3 separate regions of the Mus musculus genome follow, and all the other regions are linked to region 2. The links are chromatin contacts, called in public Hi-C and promoter capture Hi-C maps. All regions are on one chromosome and are shown on one strand. Each heading gives the region's core, a stretch centred on a gene start, on an enhancer-like site or on the middle of the called end of the contact. The rest is flanking DNA. Distances are from core to core; before and after follow the strand shown.

Region 1 (4,809 bases), core at 517-3,016, 3.3 Mb before region 2:
CTACCCACACTCTTTTCCCAGACCTATGCCATGTGAGACACTCTATAAATGAGTCACTTTCACATATCTCCACAAAGTCTAGGTGAAATCAGGGACTTTAGGAGTGCCCCCCCCCTTCTATTAGCCCTCTTTGTTCAAATTCTTCTTTAAACTATGAGCTTAAAGTCACAGGTTTTAGCCACTAAAAAAAAAAAAAGAAAAGAAAAGAAAAGAAAGAAAGAAATTTGAGAAAGCAGAGAAACACTAAGGGAGCAGTTAATCTGAAATAGAAGTTAAAGAGAAAATCAAGTTTCTATTATTTTCGGGTTAGTAACATGCAGCTACCTGACTGTGAGAGAAACCAAGATATGTCTGAAAGCTTGAGGGTGAGTTACAAATAAATAGTTACCTCTTTTTCTGGTTTTAAAACGCTGGCCTGATAGCGTTGGTTTTTGCTGCTTTTGATTATTCATAAAAGACACCCTAGAAAAAGGAGAAAGAAGGCCTTAAAAACACCCGTGCCAGTAATATTAACTTCTTAAACCAAGTATCAAACCTTAAATCAAAATTACAATTAAAGCAAGCCCAAGACGCTTTCAGTTAACAGGCAATAGAGAGGGTGCAGGTAAGTTTCCCTCTCCAGGAACCCCTTGATGTAAGTGCTGGAACTACACCTTGATAAAGCATTTTACTATCACCCTGTCTGGTGGCAAATGGCCTACCACAAACCTAACTACTCAGTCTCTCCTACACCGTTCTTTGCATCTCCCACTTTTTCTAAGTAACCCGAACTTAGAGGACTGTCGCGGTCACGAGCTATCTGTCAAAGGCCCTGAACCGCATCAGCGCTGCCCTCATTCCAAAGTGGCGCCGAGAGCCGCAGAGCCCGCTTGCACCCTTCCAAGATGCAAAACTGAGAGCTGGCCGCAAACGCTACAGCCCCAGCCGCCTCCTCCTCCCCGGGCACGTGTCTCCACATCCACACCCTTTCCCGTGCCTCCCGCCTCTCGGGGCTCGGGCGGCGGGCCCCGGAGCGCCGCAGGCCCTTCTCCACCGACCCTGTCGCCTGCGGTGGTGGCCGCCGCGCCGAGCGGACCACAGGCGCCGAGGCGCTGCGCGCCGGGGCCCCCGCCGCCCCGTACATCCGCCCGCCCTCCCGCGAAAGCAGCGGCGGAGGCGGCGGCCGCGGCGGTGGTGGCGGCGGCTGCGCCCCGCCCGCCGAACTCCCCACGCGTACATCACCCAACAGAGGCCGCGGCGGCTTTGTTACCCAGGCCGGCCGGGGCGCACACGGGGGCGCGCCGCCACCCCGGCGCCCCGCGGCCTCGCCCGCCCTCCAGAGCGGCGGCCCGGGCCACGGATCCAGGCCCCGGGTCCCGCCGGCCCCTCCGAACCGCGCCGCCACCCTCCTCCTCCTCCGGGCCACGGCGCGCCGCTCTTCCCCGGCGCTGCGCCGCGCTCGCCTCACCGAATTTAAGGCGAAGAGAAAAGAGCCAGAAATCCCCGAGCTGGCGGCAACTGCGGCGCTGTCTCCTCTGCGACCGGAACTAACGCGAGCAGGAGGGGAGGAAGAGGCGCCACCCCCGCCCCGGAGGCCTGCTATCGCGAGATTTCTACCCTGCGCCAGTTCGCACTCCCCCCTGCCGAAGGCCGCGGGGTTGCAGCTCGGGGGCACCGGCTAACACCGCGGTGGTAGGCGTCTCTGTCCCACCCTAAAGCCCCAGGCTGCCCTGACTCTTGTACCAGGGTAGCCCGTCCCCCTTCCTCCGCCGCAGCGGCCGGCCTCCCCCTCTCCGGGCGGGGATGGGAGTGGGAAGCGGCCCCTCAACGGCCGCGAGTTGGACCAGTCCGTCCCGGTCCAGCCCAGACCCCTCCTCCGGAAGCTGGAGCCCGGGGGTAGGGGGAATGCTGGGCGGCGGGCGCAGAGGCCGGGGCGTCTGTAGGGTTCTGCCTGGGTGAGGACTGCAGCCCGGCCTCCCTGCTCTGCGATGCGGTGTGCTGAGGGCAAGTCTGACCTCGGCCTGTCACCACGCCTTGCAAGGGGTGCTCGTCCCCTGACTGCGGTGGACTGGGAATTTGTTAAAACCAGATTGCGAGGCCCCCACCCGCAGGGTTTATAATTGCTTCTGGTGCAGGACTCAAGAATGTGCCTTTATCACAAAGTCTCCCGAGATAAGGACCTTCAGAAGGTGTATTCTCCGGGACAACAGATAAAACTGCCCGCATCCGGTTTGTGCCCTTTTCATCCGCCATCCCCCAAACACCGGGATTTGTCCTTAAAATCCCTTTCCATGTACCAACTTCTCGCTCTCGCTCTCGCTCTCTCTCTCTCTCTCTCTCTCTCTCTCTCTCTCTCTCTCGCGTGTTCCAGATCGAGGCCAGCCTGGTCTACAGAGTGAATTCTAGGAGAGCCAGGGGTATTTCTGACATCCACCGTCCCTGTACTCAAACCTTTAATCTTTCTTACTCGTACATGGAAGGCACTTCTGTTCACTGGCATTTAACATATACTGTATTTGGAGTTTCGGATTTGCCTCTAAGGCTTTAAGCCGCTGTTTGTTGGATCTTGGCTGTCAATTCTTTTCCGTTCAAGTTGGTAGGTCGGAGCGCTGAAGGAGCAGCGGTGGGAAAATAGCCTAGCAGCAACAGCCTAACTTCTTGGAGGTACTGGTGGCCCATAGGACTGAACTTTGGTGGGACCTAGGAAGGCCAGGCCGTGGAGCATAGTGGGAAATGATGGGAATCAGGGCTCTAAGTTCCCCTACCTTTATCCTCTAACCCTGAGTCCGTTGGCATTTCTCTTGGAAGTCTTATTTCATACTCTGCATGATAGACTACCACGTCCCCCACGTTATGTTTGTTTCTGATGTGTTAAGGGTACAGTATTTCACTAATTAAAAAGCCATGTTTGTGTAGTATGTGTGTAGCAGACATTCTCCTAAGCACTTAACTGCGTTGAGTCCTTGAAACTGCCCTATGACTTTGACACTTGTTAGTCTTGTTGGGAAAAGAAGGCATATAGGTCAGTTAACTTGCCAGTGAACGGCCCCCCAGCGGCCTGGTCCACCAATATAATAAACTGCCAGGTCACACACTGAGCTGAGCTAGAGACACAAAAAACGGTGAATAGCCAAACCCGTTACTCATAAAGCTTCCCTCCGCATTGGCCACATTTCCCAATTCGGTCTCCTCTCCAGTACAGTCCTGATTTACACCCTGCCTTTGTATTTTTGAGACAGGGTCTTGCTAAGTAGCCCAGGCTGGCCTTGACCTGGCAATCCTCCTGTATCAGCTTTCCAGGTACTGGCATTAGAGACATCAGTCACCAAGCCCAGTTAATTGGGATTTCTGTTCCCGTGACTAAATGAGCCTTCCTTGTTGCACTGTGTCTTTCTTTACATTTCCAGGGTGATCTTTCTAAATGTAACTCAGGCCCTTCTCATCAGTGTCTGAGTTCCTGGGTTTTCATGAAAAACCACAGGAACACTGCTTTCCACCTTCTTATACCATTGGTGGCTTTATCACATCCAATAAGGAGTCAGGACCTTAAAACTCGGCTTGGGAGATGACTCTATGTAAAATGTTTGCAACACAGTATGAGGACTCAAGTTCTAATTCTCAAATACCACATAAAAGCTAAGTGTTTATGGCAGCCCACCTGTAATCAGCACATGGGAAATGAAGGAAGGGTCTGTGGAGCAAGGTAACTAGCCATACAAGCCATACACTCAAGCTCCAGCCGTGGTGCACGCTTTTTTTTTTTAAACATTTTTTAAGATTTATTTATTATTTATTATATGTAAGTACACTGTAGCTGTCTTCAGACACTCCAGAAGAAGGAGTCAGATCTCGTTACAGATGGTTGTGAGCCACCATGTGGTTGCTGGGATTTGAACTCCAGACCTTCGGAAGAGCAGTCGGGTGCTCTTACCTGCTGAGCCATCTCACCAGCCCGGTGCACGCTTTTTTTTGTTTTTAAAGTTTTATTTAGTTAGTTTATGCATATGAGTACACTATTGCTTTCTTCACACACACCAGAAGAGAGCATCATATCCCATTGCAGATGGTTGTGAGCCACCATGTGGTTGCTAGGAATTGAACTCAGGACCTCTGGAAGTGCAGTCAATGCTCTTAAACTGCTGAGCCATCTCTCCAGCCCATGGTGCATGCTTCTAATCCCAGCACCCAGGAGACACAGGCAGTCATAGTTTCAAGTCAGAGTTAGACAATAATACCTGTTCCCGAGAGAGAGAGAGAGAGAGAGAGAGAGAGAGAGAGAGAGAGAGAGAGGGAGAGGGAGAGAGAGAGATCTTATCCTTGATCTTATCCATTCATGCTTGGGACTGAACCCAGGAGTTAGTGTATGCTAAATGAGCACTCTACCGACAGCCACATCTCAGTCTACCTCCACAGATGTTTATAATGAAAAACCTTTGAAATACAACAAGGTTTTAAGTTTTATTTAAATGAAATTATGTTCAATACCACTGTTTTACTTGCCATAAAGGATTCTAATAGTTATAATTATTAAGATTTGACATCAGATAAAAACAAAAGACAAACATTGCTTAATAAGTTGAACATTTTAATAAAACTCAATACCCTCTTTTAAAAATGTATCTTTATATGCATGAACGTGTTTGCCTACGTGTATATATGTGCACCATGCCTACTTACGGAAGCCAGGAGAGCGCATCAGATCCACTGGGACTGGAGTTACAGGTGGTTATGAATGCCCACATGGGTGCTGGGAACGGAACCAAGGCCCACTGAAAGACCTGCAAGTGCTCTTACCTGCGGAGCCATCTCTCTAAATACAACCAAATTACT
Region 2 (4,263 bases), core at 1,337-3,836:
AGATAGATATGTAAGGAAGCTGTGGCAAGGGAGCCAAGCATCCAAGGCCAATCCAGACACCACAGAAAGTTTTACACCAGCCCAAGATAAAAAGCAAAGTGTCTCAAAGAAAAAAAGAAAAAGGAAAAGTCAACACGTTATTAAATGTTTTGCCACATAACTATGACATTCCTTAGACACTTAGGAAAAAAGTAAAATCCAGCCTAATGCTCTCACTCACCCGGTGGTGATGACACATGCCTATAATCACAGTCCCAGGGAGGCAGAAGCAGGTGGCTCTGTGAGGTCCAGGCCACATTTATAAACAAAGAGACAAATACATGTGCTCATTTAATTCAGTCAATAGATGCTAAAAGCCACCCAACTAGTGTCTATGTTCTGGTCTCACTTTTAAATGTTCTACAGCACATGCCTGACTCTGGCACTCAGGAAATGGAGGTAGGATGAGAAGTCACTCTCAGGCCCTTCCCTCTCCGTTCCAGACTAGCCAGCCTGGGATACATGAGACAATCCCTCCCCACCCCACAGCAGGAGCTATGCCACATACTACTCATGTGTAACATAGTAACACAATATACAGCGTTTTGGAACAGGCCTATTTTAGTGAAAAAAAGTTATGTGATAAACAGAAAAGGTTGGTTAAAAAGCAGTTTTTTCTTTTAATTCTCTTCTATTACATTTTATTTAACCTTGTCATAAAGTGGGAAAATGAAAAAGTCTGCACATGACTTACTCATAACAACACAGCAAAGGGACATATTGCAGTGTTTAGTCTGAACAATTTTTCAAAGTTAAAAATTTTTCATCTAAGGATATAGCTGAGCCATGAGTACATGCTTAAAATAAATTGTGCACTCTTAATTTACCACAGGAAAAGTCCTGGATGTAATCCCAAGAATTGTTTTTAAAGGAAGCCATCACTTAAAAATTAGAAAAAATGTTGCCTATGCACAATAATAGTTATCTGAAAACAAGAACCCTTAGAAAGAAGAGTTGTTAAATAGTAGAAAGTATACATAGTATACAAATTTCCAACCCAATCAAGGCAAACTGACAGCTCATGACTCAATGGTTTTTGACTCAAAAGCAATTCTCTAGGGCTAGAGATGTAGCTCAATTGATAGGTGTCATTCCCCAACACTGTATAAGCCCTGAATGGTGGTATGTATTGTAAGTCTAGCCCCCAGAGTTTCGGCAAACAGAGTCCAAGGTCACCTTCAACTATATAGTATAATTCGAGGGTAGCCTGACTTTGAGAACCTTCAAAATCCATAATAAATAGCAAGTCTCTAAATTGGATGTGTGTGTATGGGGGAGGCAGGTGGATCTCGGAGTTCGAGGCCAACCTAGTCTACAGAGCTACTTCCAGGAAAGTCAAGGCTACACAGGGAAACCCTTGAGAGAGAGAGAGAGAGAGAGAGAGAGAAGAGAGAGAAGAGAGAAAGAAGAAAGACAAAAGAAAGAAAAGAAAAACAGTAACTCTCTAAAACTCAGTAGCATTAAGTATTTTGATTTCCACTTGACCCTAAAAATTACATTTTAACAGAAAAAGTTTACTCAGTACACGGTAAGAGGCAGCAGGCTGGGCAGCAACAAGAACACAGCCTGCTAAAATTACATTTTAAACATATCTCTTTTGATTTTAGAACTTCTACTCAACGACTCAACCCATTTCCAAAGGCTGATTAATCCTATCAAGTTTGAATGTCAACGTGGGTGGTTTTTTTTTTTGGGGGGGGGGTCTTTTCCGTTCTTTTCTGTTCTTTTTTACTGTGAAGCATCCCTGGTTTGCAAGTCCTAAGAAGCACCAATTTACTCCCCATAGTGCCCTACTATTATTTTGATGTATATAATCAGTTCATTCCGACTATTGTCCACGCGCATTAGCATGAATATACGCAAGGAATGACATGTAACAAGTCACAACCTGGTGCCGAAAACTTGCTGGACCAGAGAACAGCTGCAGGGAAGCCGAAGGGAGTGGTGGCAAAGACAAACAACAGGAGGATAACGCAAACTAGTGCCACCTGCATCCGGCTAGACCAACTGGATGGAGCCGACCGGCAGGTACGTCACCGGCCAAGCTTGCTCCCGGTGAGGTGGGCAGTGTTTACAGCCCTCGACGCCGGCGGTCCCGACGCGGGGACAGCCCCCTGGTCCCCAGCTGGCCCACCCCACACCCGGGCGCCGTCAGCTGCCACTCACAGCAGGCAGCGCAGCAGCAGCCGCTGGTGACAAGCGTCAGCCCCGGGCCTCGGCGAACACAGCGGGGTCCTGCGTCTAGCAGGCCTCCAGGGCGGCCGGCGCCGGCTCGGCTGCCTCCGGGGCCGCGGCTCCGGAAGCGCAGGCCAGCCACCGCGGCCACGGCCCCCACCCGCTCGCCCTGGCCTCTCCTAGACGGAGTCCCGCCAGCAGGAGAGCCCCGGCTCGGCCCCGCCAACTCTGTGACAGGAAAGCCGTAGGGACGATACCTGCGCCTTGGTGCCTGGCCTGTTCCGCCTCAGCACTGCCGTCCCCTCCGCCATGACCATAGTGCCAGAGTCTGGGCGGCTGGCGTCGGTACCCGGATGTGGGGGCCGGCAGCTTGCGCGGGGGGCGGGGCACGGCGGGGCTCAGCGCTGCGGCGGCGGGGAGGGGCGGCAGCCTGCGGAACAGCCGCCGCCCGCGCGGAGCACCATGGGAAGAGTGCCGAGCCCGCGGCTCCGGCGGAGGGAGGAGCACAGAATGAACAGCCGGCGGAGCTCCGCCGAGGCCGAAAAGGAAGATGCGACCGGAAGCTGGGGTAGAGAGCCGCTTCCAAGGTCTGTGGTGCAGGTGACCCAAGCCTGCGTCACTTGTGGGTGTTTGTCCTTCAGCTGTCTATAGACTGGAAGGGCAGTTTGCACAATAGTGACCATCTCAGAAAAGCGAAATGAGAACATAATTCTCCACCCCAGATAATCTGGTAAATTTTTATAGAATCTTCATGGATTAACCCAATCTAGAATCAGATTGGCTGGGTCGGTTAAAGGGAAGACAGGAGGTACTGATAAATCTTGCTTCTAGGGTCCTCTTACTGAAAAGCCAAGGACTCTTTCAATGACAAGTTGGTTTCCGTAGATAAAAGACTCAATGCTAAATTAAAAAAAAAAATGCCCATCATGAGATAGAAAGCGCACATCTGTTATTGTGTGTTAGAGTTAAAATAAACTCACATTTTTGCAAGTCGGAAGCAGGAGGAAATGAATAGCCCTTGATGGCTTTTATGAATTCTGTATCTTAACAAAATTCCAAGTTTCTCGTGTTTTTAAGTGTGATGTTTTTTGTGTGTTTTCTTTTGTTGTTGTTTTGGTTTTGTGTTTTCTTTTTTTGGAGACAGCGTCTCCCTGATGTTCCTTGAATTTAAGAGATTTGTTTTGAGTGCTGGGACCAACGGAGTACACGGCATGCCCGGCCAGGCTTAGGGGTTCATGTGTAATCCAACCCAGGTGATCCCACACCTTTTTCTGAATCCCTTGGGCGCATGCAGGTAAAAAGCTTACACACATTAAATAAATAAGCAAGTAAATAAGCAAAACAGTTAAAAGAATTGTTTAGAATTCAAAGCCAGCATGGGCTACATAGAGAGTTCCAGGCCAGGCAGGGCTACAGAGCAAGACTTAAATCTTCTCTCAATCTTTCCCAAAATAAGAAAAAAAACACAGCATTTTTACCAGAATCTTTTTTTTTTCCAAACAAGAAAAGTTTGTTTTGGTTTATAGTACCATGGGACACCTGGTGAGGAAGTTGTGGACACTGGGTAAGTGCTCTTTATAACTTCAAGAGCATGGGGTTCAGAAACAGAGGTCTTAAGCTGGAGGCAGAAGCTGGTATCTGCATCAAGACCCGCCCAAAGTGAGCCACTTCTCAGAGCTGGGCCATGGTTAGAATTACACAACCTCCAAATCGAATCTCAAGCTGAACACCAAGTGTTCCAACATAAGAGCTGCGGCGGGGCAGAGTGGCGCCTTTAATCCCAGCACTCAGGAGGCAGATACAGGCTGATCTCTGTGAGTTCAGAGTATGCCTGGTCTACAAAGAGAGTTCAAGGCCAGCCAGGAGTATGTAGTGAGACCTTATCCTTAAACAACAACAATAGTAAGAATGAACGGAGGAATTCCCTTATTCAGATTGGCCTATGGATATGCCTAGGGAGCCCTATCATTATTAATTACTGATGTGGGGGGCTCAGCCCACTGTGGGTAATACCACCCCTGGGCAAACTGACAAACCCTGGGAAACAGA
Region 3 (4,739 bases), core at 702-3,201, 3.0 Mb after region 2:
ATACCTGCCTTTTTTCTTTTGAATGTTGGTGATCCAAATTCAGGTTCTCATACTTGCACAGCTAGAACTACCTGCAGTAAGCCATGTTCAAGACCACACCTGAACTCATAGCACTTGGGAAAGCTGAGGCAAGAAGGCCACAAGTTCAAGGTCAGCCTGAGATGAATACTGAGCGCTTCTGAGGCTACACAGTGAGTCACTGGCTCAGAAAAAGAAATGTCTTTTTTTTTCATACAGCATTGCCAAATGCCATTTGAAAGAATAAAGTAATATTTGTCTCGTCAGATAAACATGAAGTCAGTTTTTATATTGTAATCCTAAAGGTTAAAAATTATAGCAATCCCTAAATTAAGGAAGTCTTGAGATAGAAACAAGTTACCTGTGACAATCATGTAACGGGATACACACCACTACACAATGGCACCACCACAATTCAGAGTGGGAGACTGTAGTAGCGCCAGACCTCTGAGGAAAGGTCTGTACTCTGATGGAGCATATGGGACTGTATGGATAAATACTTGTTTTCAAACACTCATGTGCAGGAATGAAGTCATGTCTGCTGCACAAATGCCCCTTCAAAGGATAATAAGGAAATGTCTACACTACAAAGCAAGCCGCCATTTCAAATACCATTGGAAAGGACTCCAGCCCACCACTGTGGCATGTCTGTAAACCTGAGACTGGCAAGACAGTCCTTAAACACCTGGCTCAGAGTCTGGAGTTGGCTCTTTCCTGTTTTCATGCCTCCAACAAACATTCTATCCTCCCGGTCTAGCCCGTTCTGCACAGACCACATTGTTTCCAACAATCTAGCAGAATTCCGTATAGATGGTACTTCTTCCTAAAACTGTCTATCCCTCCCACACATAACTTTCTTTGGCCTGTACCAGGCTGCCATTTGCACGGTTTTTAGCGCATGAACTTTCCACAGGAAGCTTGCTGTCTGCACGCATCAGAGCCTCTGAGGGGATATATTTTGCTATCAGCGTCCTCTGGACCCTACAGCGCCGGGCATATAGCCTAAGTGTTACTGAGCACAGAACCGTTTGTTCCGCTGAAACCTTGTATGTATCAGAAGGCGTAGGAAAGCAAAAGGCAAACCCCATGATGAACCTACAAGTCTGAGTCCTCATTGATCAATCAGGGCTCAAGTCATTCCTGCCAGATAAAAGCAATCTTCACCCATCCATTCACCTATCCCTAAACTTTTAGGTAGTGTTCGGGAGTATTTTAGATAGTGATTATACCATTAGTGGTTCTGCGGAACCTAAATACCACCTTTAAGTTTCAGAAAACCGGTAAGGGCTGATACATACTGAGATTCCAAATGCTTCCGTTCCCACGTAGACTTACTGGGCTGTCTCCGGGTGCAGGTTCGGGATTCAACACAAGCAATCACCACACACAGCAAGTTATATGCCAGTTGCATGCGCGGCGGCGTGGCGCCGGCTCAGGGTATGGAGCAGAGCTGAAACGACTGCAAAAAGAAGAAAATGTTACAGTGGTGGAAAGGGGCTGGAGGCAAGGCGAGCAAAGGTTAAGCGGGAAGGTGCAGTGTCTTCCGGGAGAAATGTCTATTGCACAAGTCATTTTACCCTAGAAGTGAGAACGGCAGGATAAGAGAGCCAAGCAGCGCCAAGAGTTGGGCAAGCGATCCGGCTCCTGGCGTTCTCTCTGCGGGATGACAGGTCACCTGTGGGCAGCAGACCCCAGGTCCGAGGAGAGGGCGCCCCACTTCCACCCGCACCCGCACCCGGATCCGCACCTGGCTCTCACTCACTCACTGCACGCAGGAGCTCGAGTCTGGGCAAATCTCTCTGCGCCGCTCAGCAGTGTCCCAAGTGGGTCTGAGGGGCGCGGTCCCGGAGGTCTCCAGGGAGCTTTGACAGACTCGGCGCTGAAAACCGAAAGTACCGGGCAGGAAAAAAGGCTAGAGGGCGTCCCGCCTCCTTCCGCCTCAGCCAATCAGCGGCAGAGATTGGCCGGCTGTTCCATCAGCGCACCGTCCCCCCCCCCTCGGCTGCTTGGCCTTCCTGGTCCGCGCGCTCCCTACCCGGCGTGCGAAACTTGGGGCGCCGCTGTGCGGTGCAAACCGCAGACAGGGGGTTGTGTTTACAAGGTTGGAAACTATAGGCTTGCGCAAGCTCAGTCTTGGAGATCCTGCATTAAGTAGGCGCATCACTGCGGGATTCAGAATTGGGGACTAGAGATTAACCTTCACGCTACTAAAGCCAGGGAGCTTAATTTACCAATTTGAAAACATTCAATACTTGCCTTTAACTCAGCAGCTACAGAGAACTTGCTCTTGCAGAGGACAGGGCTTGGATTTGCAGTGCCTGCGTAATGGTTCCCAACTCCAGTTCCAGGAGTCTAGTGCCCTCTTCGGACCTCCACTGACGTCAACCAAGCCTGCAAGAAGTACACATACACGCAAGCAAAACAAAAATGTCATGAAATAAAATAAATAATTCTAACTAATATGTTTAAGAAAAATAAAGCTTTACACAATTGACACCTCCATTACCGAAACTTTTGTCCCGCTTAGCCATCATGATGACAGGACCTCTTTGCTTCTTCCTTTCTCGCAGGACATCCCTCTGTCCCCCATCTCCATTATTAAACTACTAAACCAGAATGTGAGTCTCTTATCTACCCTTCTCCCGTTGTGCCTTTGATGACTGTCCCTGTAACTTCCATGTCCTGGAGCACTCCTAGATGTATACACACCCACTGCTTTCTTCCAAGTGTCACAGTTACCCTGTCCTTGGATATCTACTGAGTCTGTAAACCAACTGTACTCAAAACACAGGTTCCTCCTCATACCCCGTCTTAGTCTGGAACGGATGAGGGCCAAGCCATAGACGTTGCCCATTTAGTCCCGGACACTTGGTCCTCGAGCCTCGGTTGGTCTAGCTCCTGTTTCTACCTCTTCCACCACCCCGTCCTCTTACCTGGATCATTGCTGTGGCTTTTCTGGTGACTGCTTGACTTTGGCTTTTCACTCCCTTTTAATTTATCTGCCATACACTCATTTGGGTGATTTTTTTTTAAATCTAATTGCAATGCTGATCATGTCATGCCAATCTAAAAATTTCATGATGGCTTTTCTTGCTTGGTCTTAGACAATTCAAATTTCTCAATATATTCTCTAAAGCCATGTTCCCCTATCACTTTCTTTAATCTCAGCTTGTGCTACTCTGTTTTCATTGCTTAGTACAGCATTTTTATTCTTTGAATAAGCAAAACTCTTTCCCCAAACTCAATCTTCTCACCAGCAGTGTTCTCTTTGAAAAGTCCTCTAAGCCAACATCTGTATTCTCAAATTCTTTGAGGAGTCACTAACTCATGTTAAAATCTAGGATCAATTGGGTGCTGATGGCAGACAGCATTAATCCCAGTACTAAGCAGGCAGAGGTAAGCTGATTCCTGTAAGTTCGAGGCCAGCCTAGTCTAAAGAGTGAGTTCCAGGACAGCCAGGGCTACACTGAGAAACCCTGTCTTGAAAAACCCAAAATCAACCAACCAACCAAAGAACAAACAAAAACCCCTCAGATCAAATGTCACTTTTCTACATAGATATCACAGAGGACCAACTAGGTCTTCTTAGAATGCACACCTAGAGAATCAATTGTTTCCTTGAAACAGATGGAATTTGAATCATGCCTTGAACAGCACCACTTTAGTTGGCAAAAGATCTAAGTAATTTCCCAAGGATGTGTATATATGTGTGCACGTATATTATAGCCTTTATAGATGGATATAGTCTATTTTCTTGTCACACGTGCACCCTCACAAAGGCATCACAGAACTGACTCCTGGTCAAGATCGTCCACAAATGTCCCTGCCTTTCTTCCTGTTTGGTGGTTGTCTAATGACCCAATCACATTTGTTTATATTTTCTCTCAAGGTTTTCATATTTTTGAAGTGTCCAAGTCTTATTATCTGTAAGAGTTACAGTTTCTGGAAGGAAATCACTTTCTTATTTTGTAGGTACCACCGTGTAAGACATCAGCTGTTAAACTGGTCAGGGGAAAGCCTGTCTCACTATGTCTCAATCCTCCTCAAAGAACTACAGGCCACTGAGGAAACCTGGGAGCCGGAGTGCTCTTACCCAGGGAAGAGCGCGGCAATTTGTTATCCGGTGCCCCAAATGTCAGCTCTAAAAATATACAAACAAGTAGCACTATGCTAAAAGAAGAGATTCTCCTTAAGCTATGCACGTATAAGAACAATTAGTGAAAAAGGAAGGTCATGCTTGTGAAGGAGAGCAGGGAGGGGCAGATGGGAGAGCCTGGAGAGAAGAAAAAGAGAAATGTTCTAAGTATATTATATTCTCAAAGTTTAGAAGGTAAAACATGTAAACTAAAGCAAACAAAGAGTAACCACACCAAAACCAAAACAGAAACCTAGAAGAAAGAAATTTGTAAACACAGGATATTATCATACAACGTTGGACTTGGGAAACCGAATCTTTGTCACAATATCAAGTAGGCAAAAGATACAACACTAAAAAACACAATGCCATGTCTGGTGAATTATCATTTTTCTAATTTTTTTCCTTTTCTTCCTAAAGTCTCATGGGTTTACTGAGAGTAGAGCAGTTCTCTCTGTGTTCTGCCTCGGGCTTATGACTTCTTCCAGAAGTCCTGATGCCTAAAACTTACCACATTCTCTGGCATCTGTTTGCTCTTGTTTGCTTCTTCCCTGTGCCAAGAAATGGTGCAGCTGCTCCCACAACC

The links. Promoter capture Hi-C pulls out the DNA fragments that hold promoters and counts their contacts. A called contact is a pair of places that touch in the nucleus more often than the background predicts.
Region 1: a contact with region 2 is called in a promoter capture Hi-C map of pre-B cells. The contact joins the promoter of Bzw1 here to the promoter of Mob4 in region 2. A contact is called at or near these places in 2 of 39 promoter capture datasets (cranial neural crest and pre-B cells).
Region 3: a Hi-C map of rod photoreceptor shows a contact between it and region 2, with 4 times the contacts expected there. The contact joins the promoter of Stat1 here to the promoter of Mob4 in region 2. A contact is called at or near these places in 1 of 39 promoter capture datasets (pre-B cells) and 1 of 484 Hi-C or Micro-C datasets (rod photoreceptor).

Annotation. Positions count from the first base shown.
Region 1 is chr1:58,389,855-58,394,663 of GRCm38.p6, reverse strand. It overlaps Bzw1 (basic leucine zipper and W2 domains 1), which reads right to left and starts at 1,766. Exons shown (of 12, transcript NM_025824.4): 1 at 1,448-1,766; 2 at 389-462. The coding sequence starts at 452. It overlaps Gm39644 (a long non-coding RNA gene), which reads left to right and starts at 2,121. Exons shown (of 3, transcript XR_003947828.1): 1 at 2,121-2,208.
Region 2 is chr1:55,129,568-55,133,830 of GRCm38.p6, reverse strand. It overlaps Mob4 (MOB family member 4, phocein), which reads right to left and starts at 2,586. Exons shown (of 8, transcript NM_025283.3): 1 at 2,472-2,586. The coding sequence starts at 2,531.
Region 3 is chr1:52,116,650-52,121,388 of GRCm38.p6, reverse strand. It overlaps Stat1 (signal transducer and activator of transcription 1), which reads right to left and starts at 1,951. Exons shown (of 25, transcript NM_009283.4): 1 at 1,766-1,951; 2 at 1,317-1,477.